2 separate regions of the Rattus norvegicus genome follow, and region 1 is linked to region 2. A link is a contact called in public Hi-C data. All regions are on one chromosome and are shown on one strand. Each heading gives the region's core, a stretch centred on a gene start, on an enhancer-like site or on the middle of the called end of the contact. The rest is flanking DNA. Distances are from core to core; before and after follow the strand shown. Region 1 has its middle 85 kb from the start of Mkln1. Region 2 has its middle 15 kb from the start of Mir29b1.

What was found. Hi-C and Micro-C count contacts between places; a contact is called where the count stands out from the background.
Region 1: a contact with region 2 is called in a Hi-C map of liver, with 3 times the contacts expected there. The contact joins two enhancer-like sites. A contact is called at or near these places in 4 of 12 Hi-C or Micro-C datasets (frontal cortex, kidney and liver).

The regions. Positions count from the first base shown.
Region 1 is chr4:60,882,401-60,886,282 of GRCr8, forward strand. No RefSeq gene overlaps it. Among named protein-coding and RNA genes, the nearest start is that of Mkln1, 85 kb to the right of the region's middle. Within about 2 kb of position 2,176, at least 23 of the 93 cell types and tissues checked have an H3K27ac peak or open chromatin away from gene starts, as enhancers often do. A contact at or near this core is called in kidney and liver, where this site is marked.
Region 2 is chr4:60,631,049-60,634,936 of GRCr8, forward strand. No RefSeq gene overlaps it. Among named protein-coding and RNA genes, the nearest start is that of Mir29b1, 15 kb to the left of the region's middle. Within about 2 kb of position 1,298, at least 27 of the 93 cell types and tissues checked have an H3K27ac peak or open chromatin away from gene starts, as enhancers often do. A contact at or near this core is called in kidney and liver, where this site is marked.

The DNA of each region.
Region 1 (3,882 bases), core at 926-3,425, 250 kb after region 2:
ACATAGTGGGAAGAGAAGACAGCGCTCTGGGGCCATTTTATTAAAGGCACTGACTTCTTTCATGAGGGCCCTGGTCTCACATTGTAATAATTAATTTAACCTAAAGGCCCTACAGCTAATGCTGCCACTTTGGTAGTAAGATTTTTCAAATGTATGGGGGAGGATGAATTATATTTGATCCATAGTTTTGGTTTGGTTTTTCTGTTTTTTTGTTTTTTGTTTTTTTTTTTTTTTTGGAGGCGGGGGGAATGGAGGGATGTCAAGATCTTGCTATGTATCCTTGGCTGGCCTGGAACACACTATGTGGACCGAATTGGCCTCAAACTCACAGAGATCTAACTGCCTCTTGCTCCCAAGTGCTGGGATTAAAGGTGTGTCTTGTTTCTCAAATTCTTATATCAGAAATTGGCCCCATTGACCAGCCCGCCAGACACCTGGAATTCAGTATAAAACATCCACTTTGAAGCTGTAGTTCTGTGTCTTTGCACGGGCTCATAGGATTCGCCCATATGAAGCCAGCAGAAGAATTCCCTCTAGGTATTAGTGGGTCCCTCTACCAAACTGAGCATACCCTAGACCACTAGGCTGCTCATCAAGGCTCCCAGGGGAGATTTGCCAGGAAAATTTGCTTGCCTTTTCTGGAGGACAGCCTCCCTTAGCTCCCAACCCCTGGGCAGATAAGTGCACTTTGACCCAGGAAGGAAACAAAGGTGTTTATTAGGTCTTGAGGCCAGGGTCCTCATGAATGAGGCTAGAATCCTTACCAAAAAGGCCTCTGGAGCTGCTCCCCCCTCACCCTTCCCGCCCCATACACACTCTCTCTAAACCAGAGCTTCCCCTCTCACTAAACCAGAGCTCAGTAAGAAAAGGGCGGCCTAGGAACCAGAGAAAACCCCAAAGCACCTTGGTATTTGGATAGACGGAGAAAGGTGCCATTCTCAGCCTAGGCAAAAGGAATATGGCAAGCTCAGGGTCACAGTGAGTAGGCTTTTGGGATCCTGGAAGGGTGACAGGTTTCCGAGAGCACTGTTACTAGCCTGCCCTGCTGCCTCTACCCTAGTCTTCTCTGTGCCGCTTCTGAGGACCAGCCCCTAAGGGATACCTTTTACTTTCCGTTCTCTGTGCTCTTCCTCGACCCCTGTCTCAAAATACTCCTCTCTTCCCTGGGACTCAGGGCCAGACTGCTGGCATCCGACTCGCCTCGCGTCCTGTGCAGGCTGCCATGTCTGGCTTTCCTGGGTTTGTAATTGCCACTGGTTAAAGTTTAAATAGATGGGTTTGAGCCCAAGAGAAAAAATGTAAACAAGCCGTTTGTGCCGGCTAGGGCAGCTGGCTCTCAGTGCTCCTGAATTCTGCACTATGGGAAATTCACTATGCTTTTCCCTAGCCCAGGGACCGAGACTGCCACCACAAGGTTTTTCAGAGCCCTGAGTGCCTCTCCGATGCCATTGAAGCCATCGAGGAGGCTTTTAGAGGACCCGCACTTTCCCTTTTAACTCAATTAAGCCATCAGGATCCTGTTCCCACTCCAGCAAGTGGGTCTGGTACCCGGAGGTGAGAACAGGGCTGCAGGCTTCCCTGGGCTGACCGCCCAACAGGAAGGGGAGGGAGGGACTGTCATTTCCCAGCTGGAATTTTTTTTTTCTCTGAGGGGAGAAGGGACTGAATTTGTTGCCCTAGGGCTTTTTTGGTGAATGACCTCCAGTCAGGAAAATGGGGCCATTCTGGCTGTGGAAGAGGGAAGATGGCTGGACTTGGCTGTCTTTCCTCAGAAGCAAGCAGGCTTCTGTGTTTTTGTCAGGGTTTTGTTGTTGTTATTGGTTTTGTCTTAAGAATACTGACTTCCTATATCTTTCTGCTTTGTGAGTTTGTGTACAGGAGTCAGGATGGATTCAACAACACTTTGGGGGTGCTTTAATTAAGGCTTTGATTGGATTGGTGTCTTCTCTACTCAGAAACCTCCCAATAAGTCCCCATTCCTACTTCAGACTCTTCTGCAGAAGCCTCTGTGATCTGGCTCCGCCTTCCCACCCCCCTTCACCTTCAACTATCCCAGCCCCAAGCTGAACTCGGCTGAACTGGTTTGAACCCTTCCACCCTGCAGTATAACACTCCCTTCTCTGCAGTGTCCCAGCACCTGGGCTTGCTCCAGACACAGCTCAGAGCTGCCTCCCCGTGTTCCCTGGATTCCCTGCAAGCTGACTGGACCCTTCCTCCAGTTCTCCGGGAGCCCTTTTCCCAAAATCCTGTTTCATTGTGTCATTCAGCCAGCAACTATGTGTCAACTTCTCAACCTTGATAAGTAGTCCCCTGAATGAAGGCTCATTTTCCCATCCCTCCCACACTGTCCAGTGTCAGATGGGACCCACAGTGTCCAAATAATATTCAATTGGGGGGGGGGACTGGAAATCTAACTTAGGACCTTACACATGCTAAAGCAAGGATCGGTCTTCATTGTCCAATCCTGCTAAAAGGCGTCTCTTAAAAGCTCTTGGAGTTGGGCCCGGTGACACATGCTTATCACAAAAAAAAAAAAAAAAAAAAAACCAGGAAAATAGCTCTTGGGAGTAACAAAGGGACAAGTTCAAATCTTAGTTCTACATTGTTATGGAACAGGACTCCTTCCTAATTCTGATTCTTGTATCCTCTACTTTCTCCATGTGGAAAAGGAAGATAATAAAACAATTTAATGGTGTAGGTGTAAATTAACCTGGGACCTTTGAAGTAAAGAATGGAGCCCTTCACATCCTTGGCTTGTAGTCCTTTTGCCCCAGGGTCCACTGCAAGGGCCGTTTCAGCTATAATGTATTGCAAACAGGGAAGTGGCCTGGCTAAAGTGAACTGTCTCCCAGTCTGGTGGATTGGCAAACTCTAGAAGCAGTCTGCTAGCCTGGACATCCAGGTCTGCGTGAAGGGTGGTGGTCATCTGGCCCAGATTTATTCTATCAGACAGTCCATCTCCACAGCCATGGTGGCCTGATACAAGAAATAAGTGGACAAGGCTCGGAAGAAGGATATCAAAGACATCCTCATCTACTATGACAGGACCCTTGGTTTACACACTCAAAGTTTTTGGGCTGTGGTGCCTGTGCTCACCACCAGAAATCCTACCCACAAACCCACTAGGAGAACCAGGGCTCGCCTTTGTAATAAGCATTATGGGATTTTAATATGATAAAAAAGTAAAATGAGGAGAGGGACATAGTTCTCTCTCATCCTTACCTTCTCTTTTATACTTAGACCACATAAATGTTGACACATTTTACTCTGAGATCTGGGCCCCACCCATCGATTTAAAGGCTGTATGATGCATTTCCACTTGCCAGGGTGAGCTTCCTCTGTACAACTACCTCTTCTTCTGACTTGATCTTGCCAGGTTTCCCCAGACTCCTTTTTATTTATTTTTATTATTTATCTATTTGTTTGTTTGAGGCAGGGTCTCTCTATGTAGAGTTGGCCGATCTGACACTTGATATTCAGTCCAGGTTGACCTTGAACTCATAGTGAACTCACAGCCTGCCAGTTTTCCCAGTGCTGGGCTCAAAGGTGTAAGCCATCATGCCTGCCTACTCTGTGGGTGGCATTAGACCTATGTATTAGTCACTAGAAGACATGGGTGAGGATGCTGAGGGGCTAGGCAGCACTGTTTGTTGCTAATTTACTCTTCCCTTTAGCCCCTACTGTGAGGTCAGCTCATCTCTGCCAATCTTAGAAGGGAAGCCAATAAAGATACTCCCCTATCTCTCTCCTTCACTGAAGTCACTTTTTCTCACGAGAGGGGAACATGGATTCTGCTCACGCTTTGAGTACACTCACTGAGTAGCAGCTCCTAGGATTAAAGAGGAAGCAGCCAATGCTTATGCTTCTAAACATTTCAATCTA
Region 2 (3,888 bases), core at 48-2,547:
GGGAACAAGAAGATAATGTACGTACGACTCCAGTGTGCTCAAAGCTTAGTCTGGAAGCAGTGGGGCTGTGGATTCCACATGTGGGGAGAGGTGGACAGTTGGGGAAGAGGCAGGGCTTAGAGCTTCCTGATCCTCTTCTAGCGCTACTCCACAGTACCACAGGCTGGGGTGGCCGGCAGGGCTAGCTACCATGCAAATAAAAAAGGGTAGTAAAACCTCAGGTGGGAATTTATGCTTTTCTGGTTACTTGCAAGAGTCCTCTCACCATCGAAAGTGACCTTAGAGACTGCCCAGAGGTTCCAGGGAGGGTCCTGCCCGACCACCTAAGGAGTTGTACTTTATGCGTAGAACGTTAGAGTTAACTCCTTGTTGCTTAGGTATTGAGCAGGTCCACCATTCCCCCAGCAGGGCCTCAAAGCAGACAGAGGAATGAATGGGAAGGCACCAATGGTTTTGAAACAGGAGTCCTCCACCTTGGAGAGTTTTTGGAGTAAACCATAGCTCTGCAAAAGGGTTTCTGGTCACACCACACACTTGGCAGAATGGAGGGATGCAGGACACCATGCCCGCACATGTGGGTTTGAAAGTTGCTTCTCAATCACCCTTGAACAACGCATACCCTCTTCATGGGTGTCTGAATCGGTAGGTAACACATTCAGAGTGAAAAGCACGCCCATTGGAACTATGGGAGGGATCAGTTTCACAGCAGGCCTGATCAGCTAAAAATACCTCCAACTTCTCAAACTTCCCCTTGTCTGGTTGCAGTCCCAGACGCAAGCTCAGCACAGCCTTGCCGTTGCAACCTGGTGGAGGGCCACTTACTGCCCCTTCTTATTGGATGGAGAAAAATTACTCTCATCTTTCCCGTTGGATATTTAAACAAAGGCACTGTTTAAAAAGAGCTGTTAAAGCAAGTGCTTTAGACTAGCACCTCAGGAAAACTCTAAAGAGAAGGTGTTGGGGTTCCTCACTGAAGAGAAATGCTTAGCCTAAGAGTAATGGCTGCTCTCTGGAGACCCAGCTTTACGTGCTCTATGCTCTGTGCTGCTCAGAAATCACCTGGGATAGTCCAGTGAATAAGCTCCCATGTATAAGAGCGCTGTGAGCTGCTCTGACCCACTGCCGTGAGAGCTGCTGCTCTGACCACCCCCACCCCCAGCTTCAAAAGGCATTCGCTATTGCACAATCGTAACCTTGAAAGAATCTGGCCTTCCCTGCCAGCAACAACTCCATCCACCTGTCCCTACAGGTAGTAAAAGATTAGACGCTCAGAACCAGTGTTGACACAACACTTTTGGGCTCCACAGGACTTCCTTTTAGCTCCCACCCCAACAAGGCTCCAAGGTCTAAGTTCACTTCTTCCCAAGCGGAGGCAGTGCACTTCAAATAAACAGAACGGGAAGTGGAAACTGGAGGTACAATAGTAAATGGGGTGCTCGTGGGGTCTGCAAGTAAGGGGGTGCAGGACTGTCCCCCCTTTGACCAGAGGTCTCAACCTTCCTGAGGTTGGACTGTGGGAATCTGTGCACCCCACTCCCTTGAAGGCTGTAGTCCAGCTTTGTGGGCTTCTCTTTTTAGAGTTAACCACCCAACCACCTTGTCTGTCTGTCACAGTGCCCCTTCTCTGGTCTCATCGCCCTGGCCCTGTGAGCCGCAGTAGAAGCAGCTGTGTCCTCTCATAGCAGGGTAGCCACTGTCACCCTCAGGGGCACCTGAAAGGGGCTGGCTTCAGATCCCCTGTCAAGTGCTTTCCCAGCCTTTGTTTATTCCCCTCACCAAGGGACAACCATAGGAACAGGAAGTGGCAAGCAGTGGCTTAGGGTGGGGTGCTCCTAAGCGTCTGGAAACTTCCCAGGGGCGTATCCAGAGATTCCAAGAGGCTTCTGAAATGGAGGCGCCCTTTGTACTGCCTTCATGGTGACCCTCTAATGCTGAACTCGCCCCGCACTCTAGGGCAGTGGTTCTCAACCTGTCGGCTGTGACTCCTCCATGGGAGGGGTGAATGACTGTTTCACAGGCTGGCCTAAGACCATCTGTGTATCAGACACTTACTTAGGACTCCAATGGCGGCAAAACTGCAGCTGCTACGTAGCAAGGAAAATAATTCATGATTAGGGGTCACATGGCACAACGAACTGGACTAAGGGGTCACAGGATTCAGAAAGTTGGGAACCACTATTCAAGGGCCTCCTCTACAGGCCCAACAAACGGTTGGTTCTCCTTTCTGCCTGGAGCCCTCATTCCTAACTCCCCCATCACTCTATATTCCTTTTCATCCCTTGGCTCTGTTGCCGAAATCACTTCCTAGAGACCCGTTCAGTGGCATGTCTTTCTCTTAGCAGACATTGGACAGTGCTCTGGGGCCACTCAGTTCCACCATAAAAGAGGTCACCCTTATTTCCCTGTCACTTCATTGATCACCCTGAGTTCAGTGCTCACCAGGGACTGTCATGGGCACATGGTCAGTGAGTGCAGGACAAATATGTCAGCCTGCCTTAGCTGTCCCGAGCTGAAGGCCTCAAACCTTCAAACACCTCTGAGAAGGGATCTCTGATTGCGTCTTCCTCTCCCTAACTTTTTCCTCCCCAACAGCAGAGGGATAAACGGTGGGAGGTCTCGCCAGAGAGCCAAACATAAAAGGCCAGTGCCACAATTATTGAAAATAACAGATTAACGTTGGTCCTGTGTTCTACAGTGGGGTAACATCCATTAGTCTGCGAAATTTAGAATCCCTCCTTTGACCAGTACTGTATAAAAGAAAGTCACATTTTTAAATTTATGAACTGTTGCCTGGACTCTATGCTCTTCAGCCTACCTGTTTGTGAAAATCCTTGTGTCCAAAGACATTTCCAGCTCTCTTACTCTCTCTGCATTCCCCTGTAGGCCTTCAGAGAACACCACCCTGCTGTTAATAAGATCTGTTCAACTGTTTTAATTACACAGCCCGTCCCAGCCAGCAAGCTCTCTAAGGCCTCTTTTGTGCCAAGCACACGGGCCGCCTACGCACATTCTCTCGCTTACTTCCTCATTGCCCAGGTACACACACCTCCTGCCTTGCTCAGTTCTCACCGACACAACCATGTTTTCACATTCAATTTGCTCAGGCATTTTACCCAAACCCCACAGCTCTTACTTTCCCAAATCTCTACAATGAAGGGAAGCAGCCAGCATGCTCTACACACACAAGACTCAATGTCAACGTCTTGTGACTTGGCGGGGTTCTAGCACTTGTCAGTCTAAGACTTTAACTGAAAGAGTGCATGGATGGGGCCAAGAGGCTGCTAATGGGGCTGAAGAGCAGAAAGGAAAAAACCTAAATCTACCCATTTTCTGGGTCCAGCTGCTTAGGACAAGAACAACCCTTGGCTTTCGTAAAAGGCTGTGAGAACAGTTTCTACATCTGCTAAGGAACTACAGAAAACCAGGGAATAGTGTCCAAGGCTTGTAGACCCTAAAACGTTGAGGTCTTGGCTGGGTCACTCATCATCACACGTCAACATGGGGCAGGCTGGTGTCTGCTCATCAGTGAGGTGGGAACAGAGAGAGCCATTGAAGCTGCTAGGAGACCGACAAAATGTGTGTGAACACGTCACACGGCCCTCATTTCTGCCTCTCATTCAAAGCCATGTATTCACCCCGAGATCACACCATCTTCACAGTTCCTAAGAGGAACCTGAGTCAGGAAAGACAAACACTGGTAAGCTGCAACGCACACTGGAGCACCCAGGAGGGGCGAGTGTTTCACTGAGGTGGCAGAGAGGGGAAAACTTCAGCTTCTCCCTGCTTCCTTCATTCACTAAGCGGGGAGAGGGGGACCAGTATACATGGGAAGTCAAGTTCTCCCTTGACGGAGGAATCACAGTTTAACAGGCAATGATCGTATGTAAG